2 separate regions of the Zea mays genome follow, and region 1 is linked to region 2. A link is a contact called in public Hi-C data. All regions are on one chromosome and are shown on one strand. Each heading gives the region's core, a stretch centred on a gene start, on an enhancer-like site or on the middle of the called end of the contact. The rest is flanking DNA. Distances are from core to core; before and after follow the strand shown.

The links. Hi-C and Micro-C count contacts between places; a contact is called where the count stands out from the background.
Region 1: a Hi-C map of leaf mesophyll shows a contact between it and region 2, with 2.2 times the contacts expected there. The contact joins the promoter of LOC100280189 here to the promoter of LOC100501406 in region 2. A contact is called at or near these places in 2 of 25 Hi-C or Micro-C datasets (ear and leaf mesophyll).

Annotation. Positions count from the first base shown.
Region 1 is chr4:192,723,707-192,730,407 of Zm-B73-REFERENCE-NAM-5.0, forward strand. It overlaps LOC100280189, which reads left to right and starts at 4,558. Exons shown (of 12, transcript NM_001153121.1): 1 at 4,558-5,412; 2 at 5,751-5,964; 3 at 6,049-6,129; 4 at 6,269-6,358; 5 at 6,453-6,539. The coding sequence starts at 4,679.
Region 2 is chr4:192,445,869-192,452,753 of Zm-B73-REFERENCE-NAM-5.0, forward strand. It overlaps LOC100501406, which reads left to right and starts at 1,766. Exons shown (of 1, transcript NM_001196131.1): 1 at 1,766-3,103. The coding sequence starts at 1,918. The coding sequence ends at 3,027.

The DNA.
Region 1 (6,701 bases), core at 3,308-5,807, 280 kb after region 2:
CAACTTTTGGCACAGTGTGTCCAGGAGGAAGAGAGGTTAAAGCAGACTGGAGACTCTGTCAACCTCATCAAAGGCAATATCCCCAGACAGAACAAGAACTCAAAGAAAAAGTTCAAGAAGCAAGGTAAACAGAATAACCAGGCTTCCTCGAGCAATAATAATCAGCCAAGACAAGGAGGCAGTTTCTCAGTTCCCCCTGATACCTGCCTCTATTGCAAGAAGACAGGTCATTACAAGAGAAAGTGCCCTGAATTCCTGCAGTATCTACTAGAGAGTGGTAAGGACCAAGTTACTTTTGTAAATGAGACTTTATACTTAGAATATCCCAGTTATTCTTGGTGGATTGACTCAGGTGCAACTGTTCATGTTGCAAACTCTCTACAGGGACTCCGTACAAGCCAAAGGCTCCCAAAGGGCCGAAGAACAATTAGAGTGGCAAATGGAGTTGAAGCAGCAGTCGAGGCCATTGGAGATATACATCTTAAATTAGTTAATGGTTTTGTACTGTTGTTGAGAGACGTACTTTATGTACCTTCCTTGCGAAGGAACCTTATTTCGGTTTCTAGATTAGATGATCAGCACATTCATTGCCATTTTGGTGATAGACAGTGTGTCATTCAGTTTGATAATAAAGATGTTGGTCTCGCCATCCGACGAGATATGCTTTATTTACTTTCGCAAAGTGATGTTGTTAATGTATTAGATATACCAGAAAACGATCCAGCCAGCAGTGGCAGGAAAAGAAAACGAAATGATGGAGAAACCTCGTCGAAATTATGGCACTATCGTTTGGGCCATATTTCGAGGGGGAGAATAGAAAGTCTTGTTAAGGAACAGATTCTCCATCCCCTAGACTTCACAGACTTAGAGCAATGCAGAGATTGCATTAAGGGTAAATTCGCGAAGCAGATTAAGAAAGATGCTAAGCATAGTACGAGAGTGTTAGAAATTATTCATACAGATATCTGTGGTCCTTTTCCAGTTAGGACAGTAGATGGGTTTAATTCGTTCATAACCTTCACAGATGACTACTCTCGCTACGGTTATATTTATCCTATTAAGGAAAGATCAGAAGCTTTAGACAAGTTTAAACAGTTCAAGGCTGAAGTAGAGAATCAACACGATTTGAAGATAAAGATTGTTCGATCAGATCGTGGGGGGGAGTACTATGGGCGCCATACCGAGTATGGCCAGGTCCCAGGACCTTTCGCGAGGTTCCTAAGAGAAAACGATATTGTTGCTCAATATTCAACACCTGGCGAACCACAACAGAATGGGGTTGCCGAAAGGCGTAACAGAACGCTAATGGATATGGTAAGGAGTATGCTAAGTTACTCTAACCTGCCATTGGGTCTATGGATGGAGGCTTTAAAAACCGCTATGCATATACTCAACAGAGTTCCTAGTAAATCAGTGGCTAGAACTCCATATGAGTTGTGGACTGGCAGAAAACCCACGCTCAACTACTTCCATATATGGGGTTGTCCAGCAGAAGCTAGAATATTTAATCCTGGACAGGGAAAGCTAGATGAGAGAACCACTAGCTGCCATTTTATTGGCTACCCTGACAGATCGAAGGGTTACAGATTCTACTGCCCTAACAGACAAACCAAGTTCATAGAAACCAGACATGCCATTTTCTTAGAGGATGACATGATCAAGGGGAGTAAGGTACTCAGAGAGGTTGACCTTCAGGAAAAGAGGATGTATGTCCCGTTTCCGATGGTTGAAGAACCATACTTCTCGATACCCACTGTGGTTCCACCAACAGTCACTCCGACTGTGGGTGAAACCCCTGCTGCAAATGTGGCATCATCTAGTGCAACTACTACAGAGCAAGTAGCTTCACCTTCTGCGCATATTGGCCCTGAGCCAGTTGCACAGGACAGTTCAGAAGATGATGATAGTGTTGCGCCAAGTGACGCACCATTGCAGGAGCCCCAGGTAGAATCTGACCCAGAACCAGAACCAAGTCTCAGGAGGTCACAGAGACTCAGAAAATCTGCGATTCCTGATGACTATGAAACCTATGCAGCAGAAAACATAGAATGTGATGAGATTCATATGAGTGAGGACATTGATACAGAAGGTGATCCCACTACATATGAAGCTGCTATGAGAAGTGCAAATTCATCCAAATGGTTATCAGCCATGGAAGATGAATTAGAATCCATGAGAATGAACAAAGTTTGGGACTTAGAAGTCATTCCCCATGGAGCCAAAACAGTAGGCTGTAAATGGGTCTACAAGACAAAGCGTGACTCCAGAGGGAACATAGAAAGATACAAGGCTAGACTTGTGGCCAAAGGGTTCACACAGAGAGAAGGCATTGACTACCATGAAACCTTCTCACCTGTCTCAACAAAAGATTCATTCAGGATTATAATGGCACTAGTTGCTCATTTTGATCTAGAGCTCCATCAGATGGATGTAAAGACAGCATTCCTAAATGGAGAGTTAGAAGAAAACGTGTTCATGGCACAACCAAAGGGTTTTGTTGTGAGCGGTAAAGAACACATGGGATGTCACTTGAGGAGGTCCATTTATGGATTAAAACAGGCCTCCAGACAGTGGTACATCAAGTTTGATCAGACTATAAGAAAGTTTGGTTTCGAGGAAAACAAGGAAGACAATTGCATTTATGCAAAATTTAGAAAAGGAAAGTATATCTTCCTTGTTCTGTATGTCGATGACATACTCTTAGCTAGTAGTGATAAGGATCTACTAGCGGAAACAAAAGGGTTTCTTTCCTCGAATTTTGATATGAAAGACATGGGAGAAGCCTCTTATGTTCTTGGAATAGAAATTCACAGAGACAGACAAAAGGGAGTATTAGGACTCTCACAGAAGTCATATATAGAAAATGTACTAAAGAGGTATAATATGCACAAGTGTAATGCCTCGCCTGGTCCAATAGTTAAGGGTGATAAGTTTGGGGAATATCAGTGTCCCAAGAATCAGTATGAGAAAAACAAGATGAAGTCAGCACCATATGCTTCAGCTATCGGAAGCATTATGTATGCTCAAGTATGTACTCGCCCTGACTTAGCTTTTACCACCGGGATGCTTGGACGCTATCAGAAGAATCCAGGCATAGAACACTGGAAAGCAGTCAAGAAGGCTCTAAGGTACCTTCAAGGTACTAAAGGTCTCATGCTTACGTACAGAAGATCTAATTCCCTACAAATAGTTGGCTATGCAGATGCCGACTGGGGAGGGTGTAGAGATACACTGAAGTCCACTTCAGGGTATGTCTTTATGCTTTCTGGGGGAGCTATTTCTTGGAAGAGCTGCAAACAGACAGCGAGAGCATCGTCGACAATGCACGCTAAGTTTGTAGCTACGTATGAGGCAACTGGACAGGCGATATGGATAAAGAAATTCGTACCCGGATTAAGAGTGGTTGATAGCATAGAGCGACCACTGAGAATTTACTGCGACAACGAGCCAGCGGTATTTTTCTCCCATAACAATAAGTCAAGTGGCTCTGCCAAGTACATTGACATTAAGTGTTATATTGTTAAGGAGAAGATTCTGGATCACACCATTCAAGTTGAGCATATAAGAACCCATCAGATGCTTGCGGATCCGCTCACAAAAGGTCTTCCACCCAGCGTGTTTAGTAAGCACGCAGCCGGCATGGGATTAAGGGAGTACCTATGATCTAGAATCACAGGGGCTACAGATTGCAACCTAGTAAAATCTTTCGTTCTGAAGCAGGGGAGCATGTTGTAGTCAATGAGTGCGGTGATACTTAATAGATCATTGTCACACATTGGTCTCTATGTGTAAACTTGTTAAAGGACGGAATTAATAAAAGTTTGAGTGTGAGATATGTAGAGAACAAAGGGGAGATTGTTAGGATGTGTCCTCTACACTAGCCGGTTAACAGTAACCGGGGTAGGGTTAATCCTAACCGTCTAACCGCGCCCCTGATCGGGGGGGCTATCCTAACCGTTGGTTGCAGCCCCCGGTCACACGACGCCATATAAATAGATTAAGGGGGCCGACGGGTTTAGCTAACGCTAATCGCTCGACCACAAACCCTAATCGACACTTTGAGAGGAACCGATCCCCTAGGCGCTCGGAGTGACTGGAATCGCTGTGACTATGTCTCAGATCCCCGTTATCCCATCAGGATCTGAGATTCCCCCTGCAGGCAACATTGGAGGAGCTGATCCACCGCCGATCAACGACGGAAACCAATCTCCTCGACACCAGCAGGGAGATCGACAAGAAGGAGGAGGCGGGTCTTCGCTGCAAGACGCCGCCGCAATGATGGCTAGGAACAACAACGACAGTATGTTAAACTATACCCCTCAGTAGAATAGATCTACTCATCATCGAGGTATTTTAGACACGGATTGGTATTCTAGGGACTTAGGAAACGATCCTAAGCACCAGTAATTTCCAACATTTTTGTCTTCCTCTTCCTCACCGCAGCCGCCGTGCTCGTGTCAGCCAGCTCCGCTCCGTGGCGCCTACGAAACCACCACCCGTCCGGATCCGGATATATTCTCCATTCCCTGCTGACTGACTGTGACTGACATGTCGTCGGACTCCTCTCCTTTTCCAGATCACTCACATACACATTTCGCGCATCCACTGACTTTAACACAAGATCCCCGCCAGCGCCGCCGCGCGACCACCCCTTCCTAAACCCCGACGACCACCAACCATGGCCTTCAACGCTAAACCCTACTGCTCCACCACCGCCAAACCGCCCACCCCCGCCGCCCACCGCTCGCCGTCCGGCCCGTCCCCCTGCATCTCCGTCCGCGCCGCCGCCGTATCCCCCCGCGCCCGGCACTCAGCCTATGGCCTCTCCGCCGCCGGCAACGCGTCCTCCAGCACCGTCCGCCTCCGCGCGCTGGCCCAGCGCACCCGGGCGCAGCCGCAGCCTCCCCGGCGGCGGCCCGAGTACGTGCCGAACCGCATCGACGACCCCAACTACGTGCGCATCTTCGACACCACGCTCCGCGACGGGGAGCAGTCGCCGGGCGCCACCATGACGAGCGCCGAGAAGCTCGTCGTCGCGCGCCAGCTGGCCCGCCTCGGCGTCGACGTCATCGAGGCCGGGTTCCCGGCCTCCTCCCCCGACGACCTCGACGCCGTGCGCTCCATCGCCATCGAGGTCGGCAACCCGCCGCCGGGGGACGACGGGGGCGCCCACGTGCCCGTCATCTGCGGCCTCTCGCGCTGCAACAGGAGGGACATCGACGCCGCGTGGGAGGCCGTCAGGCACGCGCGGAGGCCCAGGATCCACACCTTCATCGCCACCAGCGAGATCCACATGCAGCACAAGCTCAGGAAGACGCCCGACCAGGTCGTCGCCGTTGCCAGGGAGATGGTGGCGTACGCACGCAGCCTTGGGTGCGCCGATGTCGAGTTCAGCCCTGAGGATGCCGGCAGGTGCATCTCTTTGCAGTTTTATCTTGTTTTTTTTTTCTGAAGTAGAAGTTATTGTAGGGGGGCCTACAGTATTTTTATTGCTTGAGGAAACAAGAGGGGGTGTAGATACAGAAGGGTAAATACAGAAAGGAAAATGAGAGTTACAGAACAGAATATTTTTATTGCAGTTTTATCTTGTTTGGTCTGGCCGGTTTACTTGCGCAAATGGAATGCAAAATGTTAGATCATCCTAGGATGCCCTTAAACCTTTGTACTAATTCACAGACAAAGGATCTGTTTTCCCCTGATGCGCTTAAGGCTGCGGCCTGATAGATTTCAGTTTCCCAATTACCATCCAGGTCAAATCGAGAATTCCTGTACCATATACTGGAGGAAGTCATAAAAGCTGGGGCAACCACTCTTAATATCCCAGATACTGTCGGATACACTCTTCCTTATGAATTTGGGAAGTTAATTTCTGACATAAAGGAAAACACTCCTGGAATTGAAAATGCCATTATTTCCACTCATTGCCAGAATGACCTTGGCCTTGCAACTGCCAACACATTAGCGGTACATACCTTCTCCTTATTTGATTCTATTTTATTATCATTGGTTTAATCTTTAACCGGGTTACTAATTTGACTTACACTTTAGGGTGCTCATGCAGGAGCACGACAGTTAGAGGTGACTATTAATGGTATTGGTGAAAGGGCTGGAAATGCTTCATTGGAAGAGGTGAGCTCATGTACTTGCCATATTATATGATGATATACCTTATGAAGTAATTTATGATGGATTTTCGAAAGGAATCTGAATTGACTTGATACTTGATAGAGTGTTTTTGCATGCCTAATATTTCTGATCTCCTGTTCAGGTTGTCATGGCAATTAAATGTCGTGGGGAGCTCTTAGATGGTCTATATACGGGAATAAATTCCCAACATATTACTTTGACAAGCAAAATGGTACAATGATTGTCCTTGTTTGTTTCCTTTTTCTACCTCGTTTGAATTTTTCAGATGACTGAAATTTCTGGCGCAAATGCTCTAATTATTCTAGGTACAAGAGCACAGTGGACTTCATGTACAACCACATAAAGCTATTGTTGGTGCCAATGCCTTTGCCCATGAAAGTGGAATTCATCAGGTAAACATATTCAGCCTCTTTGCTGCCATGAACCTTTTGGGATTGCAGTTGTGGTGGGTTGGTTGTTTCGAAATCCTTAGCATTGATCCTTTTCGCTTCTTTGGTAATTTTTTCTCAACTTTTAGATGATTATTTTCACCTTTGCTTTGTGATGGATCAATC
Region 2 (6,885 bases), core at 516-3,015:
TCAAAAACATTTTATTTGAATTTGAAAATATAAACCGGTTGGTTTTTTTTGAAAAACAACGAAAACTGGTTTCTTGGTAGAGTTTGGTGGTTTCTGTGGGACAGTTTCGCCGGTTGGTAACCGTTTTTTGAATTTTTAAGTTTAAAATGTCAAACTGTGCGGTTTTTCTAGGTTTTAGCTTTTTTTGTCGGGAAACTGAAACCGGTGAGAGTTTTTTTTTAAAAAAAAATTATTGAAAACGCTTTACAGACCTTGTAGTACTCGAGTGGAGTCGTCTATAAATGGCGCGCGGCCGACAACGGGAGAGGCCTGATCCCAAGTTCACAACTCAGACACCCACTAGCCTCCAAGGCCTTCACTGGCCCTTTGCCCCTTTGCTCGCTCGTCCGTAGGCGGCGCAGCCATGCACGCCGCCGACGCCTCCCAGTCCCAGCCCCAGTCGTCCCAGTCCCACGCCGACGCCGAGCTGGCCGCGGCCCTGCGCGAGTGCGTGGCCCACGTCGCGGCCGGCCGCTTCGACGGCGGCGCCAACCGCTGCTTCGCGCGCGTGTCGGCGCTCGCCTCCCTGGGCGACGGGCCGCCGCAGCGGCTGGCCAGGATCATGGCGGACGGCCTGGTGCGCCGCCTCATCGGCAGCTTCACCGGCAGGGGCATCAGCGGCGCGCTCATCGACTCGTGCGGCGACTACTTCGACCGCCAGTCCGTCCGCGCGGCCCGCTGCGCCTTCTTTAAGCTCCTGCCCGCGCTCAGGGTGGCCTTCGTCGCCATCAACCGAGCCATCCTAGACGCCATGGAGAACGAAAAGGTCATACGATATACTGTACTTCAGAATTCCGATTCTCCCAAGCATTCTGTCGTCCGTTTCAGACTGATTAAAATGTGTTTCTTTTTCAATCCCGGTAACGATTTGATGCAGACAATTTTCGTGCTATATATATGGCCAAAGGAACCCGTACGCTGGAATTGGAGTTAGAAAACTAGCTCCTCTTGCAAATTTAAAATACAACCTATATTTCACCGGCAGAGAAACGACCTTCAATTCAGGTTATTAGTCTCAACTAGAGTTAAACTAGTACAATGGACATGTGTACTGCGACGACGAAAAACCGTATTTGATATACCGATAAAAAATAAATTTAAATTAAAGTGAATATATGGTTCATATATCAGATATCAAACTGATAAAAATAAATATTATACTTTATATATATAGCTGAAAGATCGAGAAAGGTATATGTAAAAAAGAACAAACCGATCCTTTTTTATAGCTTATTCGGTCGCTCGTTCTCCTTCAGCTAGCGAGTTGTAATATTACACTTTTTATCAAGTTTACAAACATATCTTATTAAAAAATAAAAAAAATTAAAGTCACACTTAAAATATATTTTAAAGTATATTATAAATAATACTCCCTGCATCCTAAAATAAAATTCATTTTACATTTTAATTATTTTATACAATAATTAAAATATTTGTTTTATATGTGTATTCATCATCATCATCCATTTAAACATAGACATACAAATTAAGAGTTAAAATGATTGATATTTTGAGATGGAGGTGTCACATTAAAGTTAAATATAATTATATTTTTAAAATTTAGTGTAAACATTCAAACAAATTATAAATGACAACGGAGGAATAGCCAAAATTACGTAGCCCTTGTCGCGTTCCCTATCTCCGCGCCAACCTCGCCTCTTTCACGCACCTGCACCATAGCAATGGTCGTTAGAGTTACTAGGCCCGAAAATATTCACGATCTATTAAAAAAACAAGAAGGATGTTCATTTTATGAATAGTAAATTTACATTTTCCCCTCCATGTTTCATCTATTTCGCTTCGTTGCTTTGATCACAGTTCGTGCACGTAATCGACCTGTCCGGTCCGGCGGCTCACCCCTGGCAATGGCTCAAGCTCATGCGCGCCTTCCACGGCCGCCCGGGCGGGGCGCCGCAGCTCCGTATCACCATGGTCCACGACGACGAGGCCTTCCTGGCCCACACGGCGGCGCTGCTCCGCAGGGAAGCCGAGGCGCTGGACATGGCGTTCTCGTTCCACCCCGTCCTGGGCCGGCTCGAGACCCTGGACCTCGGCGACCTGCACCACGCCCTCGCCATGCGGTCCGGCGACGCGCGCGCCTTCAGCTGCGCCCTCCAGATGCACCGCCTCCTCGCGGTTGACGACACCGACACCCAGCAGCAGCTGGCCGCCGCGGCTGTTGGAACCGGACCGAGTGTTGGCCCAAGAGCGGCGTCGTCGTGCTCATGCTACCCTCCGGGCGACGTCGCGTGCTACTACTGCCCCCCGGAGACCGCCAAGACGAGCCTCCCCGACCCCAGCCCGACGACGCCGTTCGCTGCACAGGCGTCGTCGTCGTCGTCGCCGCACCCGCAGTGGACCGCCGTCCCGCGGCCGGCGCTGCTGCCACCTTTGGCGGGCTTCCTGTCGGCGGCGCGCGCGGCGTCGCCCAAGGTGGTGTGCGTGATGGAGCAGGACGCCGGCGACAACGTGGCCGGCGGGCTCGCGGCGCGGTTCGAGGAGGCGCTGCAGCACTACGCGGCGGTGTTCGAGGCCCTGGACGACGCGGCGGGCGCGGCGGGCGAGGAGCGGGCGGCGGTGGAGCGCGTCCTGCTCTGGGAGGAGGTCCGGGACGTGCTGGCGCGGGACGGGCCCGAGCGGCGCGAGCGGCACGAGCGGCTGCACCAGTGGGCCGCGCGCATGGCCGGCGCCGGGTTCGCCGGCGTGCCGCTCAGCTACGTGGCCAAGATGGAGGCGGACGCGGCGCTGCGCAGGTGCGGGCTGCGGGGGTACGAGACCAGAGGTGTCGGAGGTTGCCTCCTCCTGTGCCGCCGCGGGCGCCCTCTCTACTCGGTCTCCGCGTGGCGGCCGTGGCCTTCCCGGGGCTCTGCCTCTGCTTCTTCTTCTGGGAGTGGGAGCAGGAGCAGCAGGCTGCCACAGCTCGTGGCGGCGCCGGTGCAGATGCCGTGGCCGCTCCTACTGCCTCCTCCGGTTTACCACACTCACTGACTCACACGACTCAGTATATATATACTCGCAAGAACAGACATCTACACCGAATCCACTCTAACAATCCATCTCTCTGGACATGTAGTAGTTACTAGAAAATATCGCTGCATCAATGAAAAGATATATATATGTACTATGTGAGAATACGAGTTCTAGTGTGGTTGGAAAAATGTTAAAATATAGAAATGTTAAACTATCTAATATGGCTCCGGGGATGCCGCCGCCGCCGCACTCGTCGCATCTGTCGTGGGACAACTCCGGCGAGCCCGATGAGCAACACATCATCTTCGCTGGCGGATCCCAAGTTCAGTAGCTATTGTGTACCGAAACAGTTCACCGGTGGATCCGAGATTCAGTAGGAGAGCTGCTTATGGTGAATTTCAAATTGACCACTTTTTAAAAGGTGGTCCTGTCTCAAACGGATCATAAAGTCCTGCCAACACAACACATGGTGATGATGTACGATACCAAAGCAAGAAAGAAAGAAAGAAAGAGTTCAACATCATCGTCATTACCAGATTCTGTTTATATAGAAAAACTCCGTCCACGAAAGACCAATTTCAATATGCACTTGAGTTGTTCCCATTTTCAAACGAACTTCGTGGAAAATTGAATCATACATACTATCGCTTGAATAAGCCTGCAAATACTAGGGTCTTTGTCCGTTCGTGTTGTCAAACACCCTTGTAATCTTGTTCCACCCACCCATCATCATCTCCATGACACCATGCCTGTGTCCGGCCGCCACACCTATTTTAATCACAGCTCCAATGTCCCTCGACTGAATCGACATGGATCAGCACACCAGCATCTCTCCTCAAAACTACGTCGCGTAGGAGGCCCCATCGCTGCTTGGCTCGGCGCTGTCATCAGCTCCCGACGAGCCTGATGCGTCCGGCCGCCACGCCGACACCGAGTAGAGTGGCCACGAGCTCCAGCACAAGAGCAGGCAGCCGCCCTGCTCCCTGCTCTCCGTCGCCGCGCACCCGCTGAGGCCGCACCTGTCCAGCACGTCGTTCCCCGCCCTCATCGCGCCGTAGCTCAGCGCCACGCTCCTGAACCCGCCCAGCTCCATGCGCGCCGGCCCGCAGCAGCACGTCCCGGATCTCCTCGCCCAGCACCGCGCGCTCCACCTCCGCCCGCTCGGCGGCGGGCCTGCGGTACGCCTCGGCGGCCGCGTCCAGGCAGTCGTACACGGCGGCGTAGTACCCCAGCGCCTCGCCGAAGCGCTCGCGGAAGGAGACGCCGCCGTGGCCGGCCTCCTGCTCCGTGACCACCACCACCGCGGGCGCCAGCGCGCGCGCCACCGCCGCCAGGAAGCTCGCCAGCGCCGGCGGCGTCTGGCGCTGCTGCTGCGGCGGCGGTGGCGTGGACGGCGGCGGGGAGACGAAGCCCAGCGGCGTGGCGGGGCTGCCGCTGTCGTCGACGTCGCTCGGCGGGCACGACGTGGACGCCATCCGCTGCAGCCGCGAGACGGCGACGCTCGCCGTCCGGCTGGAGCGGTGGCCGGCGCTGAGGGTGGCGCCGCCGCCCGCCGGGTGGTCGTCGTCGTCGGCCACCGCGAGCAGGCGGTGCAGCTGCAGCGTGCACGCGACCGCGCGCGCCTCGCCGGACCGGAGCCTGAGCACGCCGTGCAGGTCGCTGGGGTCCAGCGCCTCGATCTTGCCCACGACGCGGTGCACCTGGAATGGCACGTCCAGCTCCTCGGCCTCCTCGGTCAGCCGCGCCGATATGGCGGCGAGGAGGTCCCGGTCGTCGTGGACGATGGTGAGGCGCAGGTGCGGCGGCCCGCCTGGGCGACGGCTGAAGTCGTGCAGGAGCTTCAGCCACTGCCATGGCTGCGCCGTAGGCCCCGCGAAGTCGACGATGTGGACATTCTGATCGAGTGAAACGATTAATTATAGAGCTTACTGTTGACAGTATGCAGTAATAACTTAGAACATGTCCTGCCGGCATGGCACGGCCCAGCCCAGGACTATTGTGCTTCAAGCGCAATTTTTTTTGGTTAACATGACATGAAATAATTTCACTGTGCCGCCGTGCCTAAGTCAAACTCCAGCGCAATTTTTGGGTGTGTTTGGTTGCAAGACAGATAGGACAGGGATATTCTCTGGCGTCCTCTATCGTCTCTCCAATTTTGAGGGATAACTGGAGACAATACTGAGATAGTCATGTCCCAACCCTTAACTCTCAACCAAACAACCTTATTTGAGGGATCGTCCCATTCCATCATGTCCTATCATTGCAACCAAACACACTTTGCACGCCTGTGAGTACTGTTTATCCTTCCAGCAAACTCTCTATCACGAAATGCAGAATCGAAGCTCCATGCACTCCCTTTTTCTACTAAGATAAATATAATTAACTTAGCTCAAAATTACTTTCTCTCTATATATTGAAAGCATATATTCTACTAAGATAAATATAAGTATAAATGTTTTCTATAACATTTATGAAAGGATAAAAAAAATATTGAAGTATTAAAGAATCATTTTAACGTTAGTTTTTCTAAGTCGTGCCTTATTTCGACTCATGTCAGTTTAACCACAATCCATCTAATGGTGTTGTATCGTTCACCATACCTAAGTTTAAGATATGCCTCGATTTTAGACTATGCTAGCTTCATCTTTTTTTTTTTCATGTTATACCGTGCTTGGAGCTCCTATTTTTGTCCGGTTCCTAAGTAGCCTCAAATGGCCTGGTTCATACTTTTAATGACCACGGTTAAAAAAAATAACAACTGAACCATATGCATCTTTTGTTTAGTACTGACTCCACTGTTTGCTAGGGTTAATAAGCAGCACAAGGCTGTTTGTTATCTTGAGTAGGAGCTAGAGCGGTGGACCACCAGCACAGAGCCCAGAACCTTTTCGTTCTCCATGGCCTCAAGGATGGCGCGGTTGGCGACGGCGACGGCGGCCCTGGGGAACGGGCAGAGCTCGAAGAAGGTGCGGCGCGCGGCGCGGACGCCGCGCGGGTCGAGGCTGTCGGAGGGGTCGATGAGCGCGCCGGCGACGGCAGGGAGCATGAGGCGGACGAGGCGGCGCGCCAGGGCGTCGGCCATGGGTACGGCCAGGCGCTGGAGCGGGCCGTCGCCCGCGGCGGCGGCGGCGAGGCCCGTGGCGCGCGCCAGGCAGCGCCCGGCCCTCTCGACGGCGCCGGCCTCCACATGGCCCGCGCACCCGCACAGGTCCTGCACCAGGCGCTCCTGCCACAGCGCCGGCGCGCACGTTGGCACGTCGTCGTCGTTCTCGGCAGGAGTAGTAACCGGATGATGCATGGCCGACGACGACGAGGAGGGTGGTGGCGTCGGTGTGTACATGCATGCAGCGTGTGCGTGCAGCGTGCGTGTGTGTAAACTAGCAAGGTAGGTTGCTGGTACACCTACACGCTACAGTTTGAGTGGTTGGACTGGGAGCAGGGAGGGCAGGTTCACGCTCCTGCAGTATTTATACGCACACATCACTACATCGACGCACGAATGACGAATGCATTGGTTTATGATGACGTGGAATATGTTGGATTAACGTGGGATTGGTCCAAATTAATATTAAATAATAATCAAGGGTAAATGTCTAATTTAATGATATGACGTACTAATAATTTAATACCATATTGGAAGTTTAAGGTACAAATTAATCAACTTAAATAAGTGTATCATTGGTGCATCTATTGAGAAGTTGAGAAAAGCAAGACCGTCATGATGACTGTCTGTTTCCTGTCTTATGGCTAGTAACGAACGTCTCTTATGACATGTCAGTTTCTGGCAGTCTTAGACGTGTTGCATTCAGCCCATTCTCGTCCCACCTTCTGCGAGCACAAGAGAGTGGGGGAGCAGGCCTTCGAAATCCGCCGTCC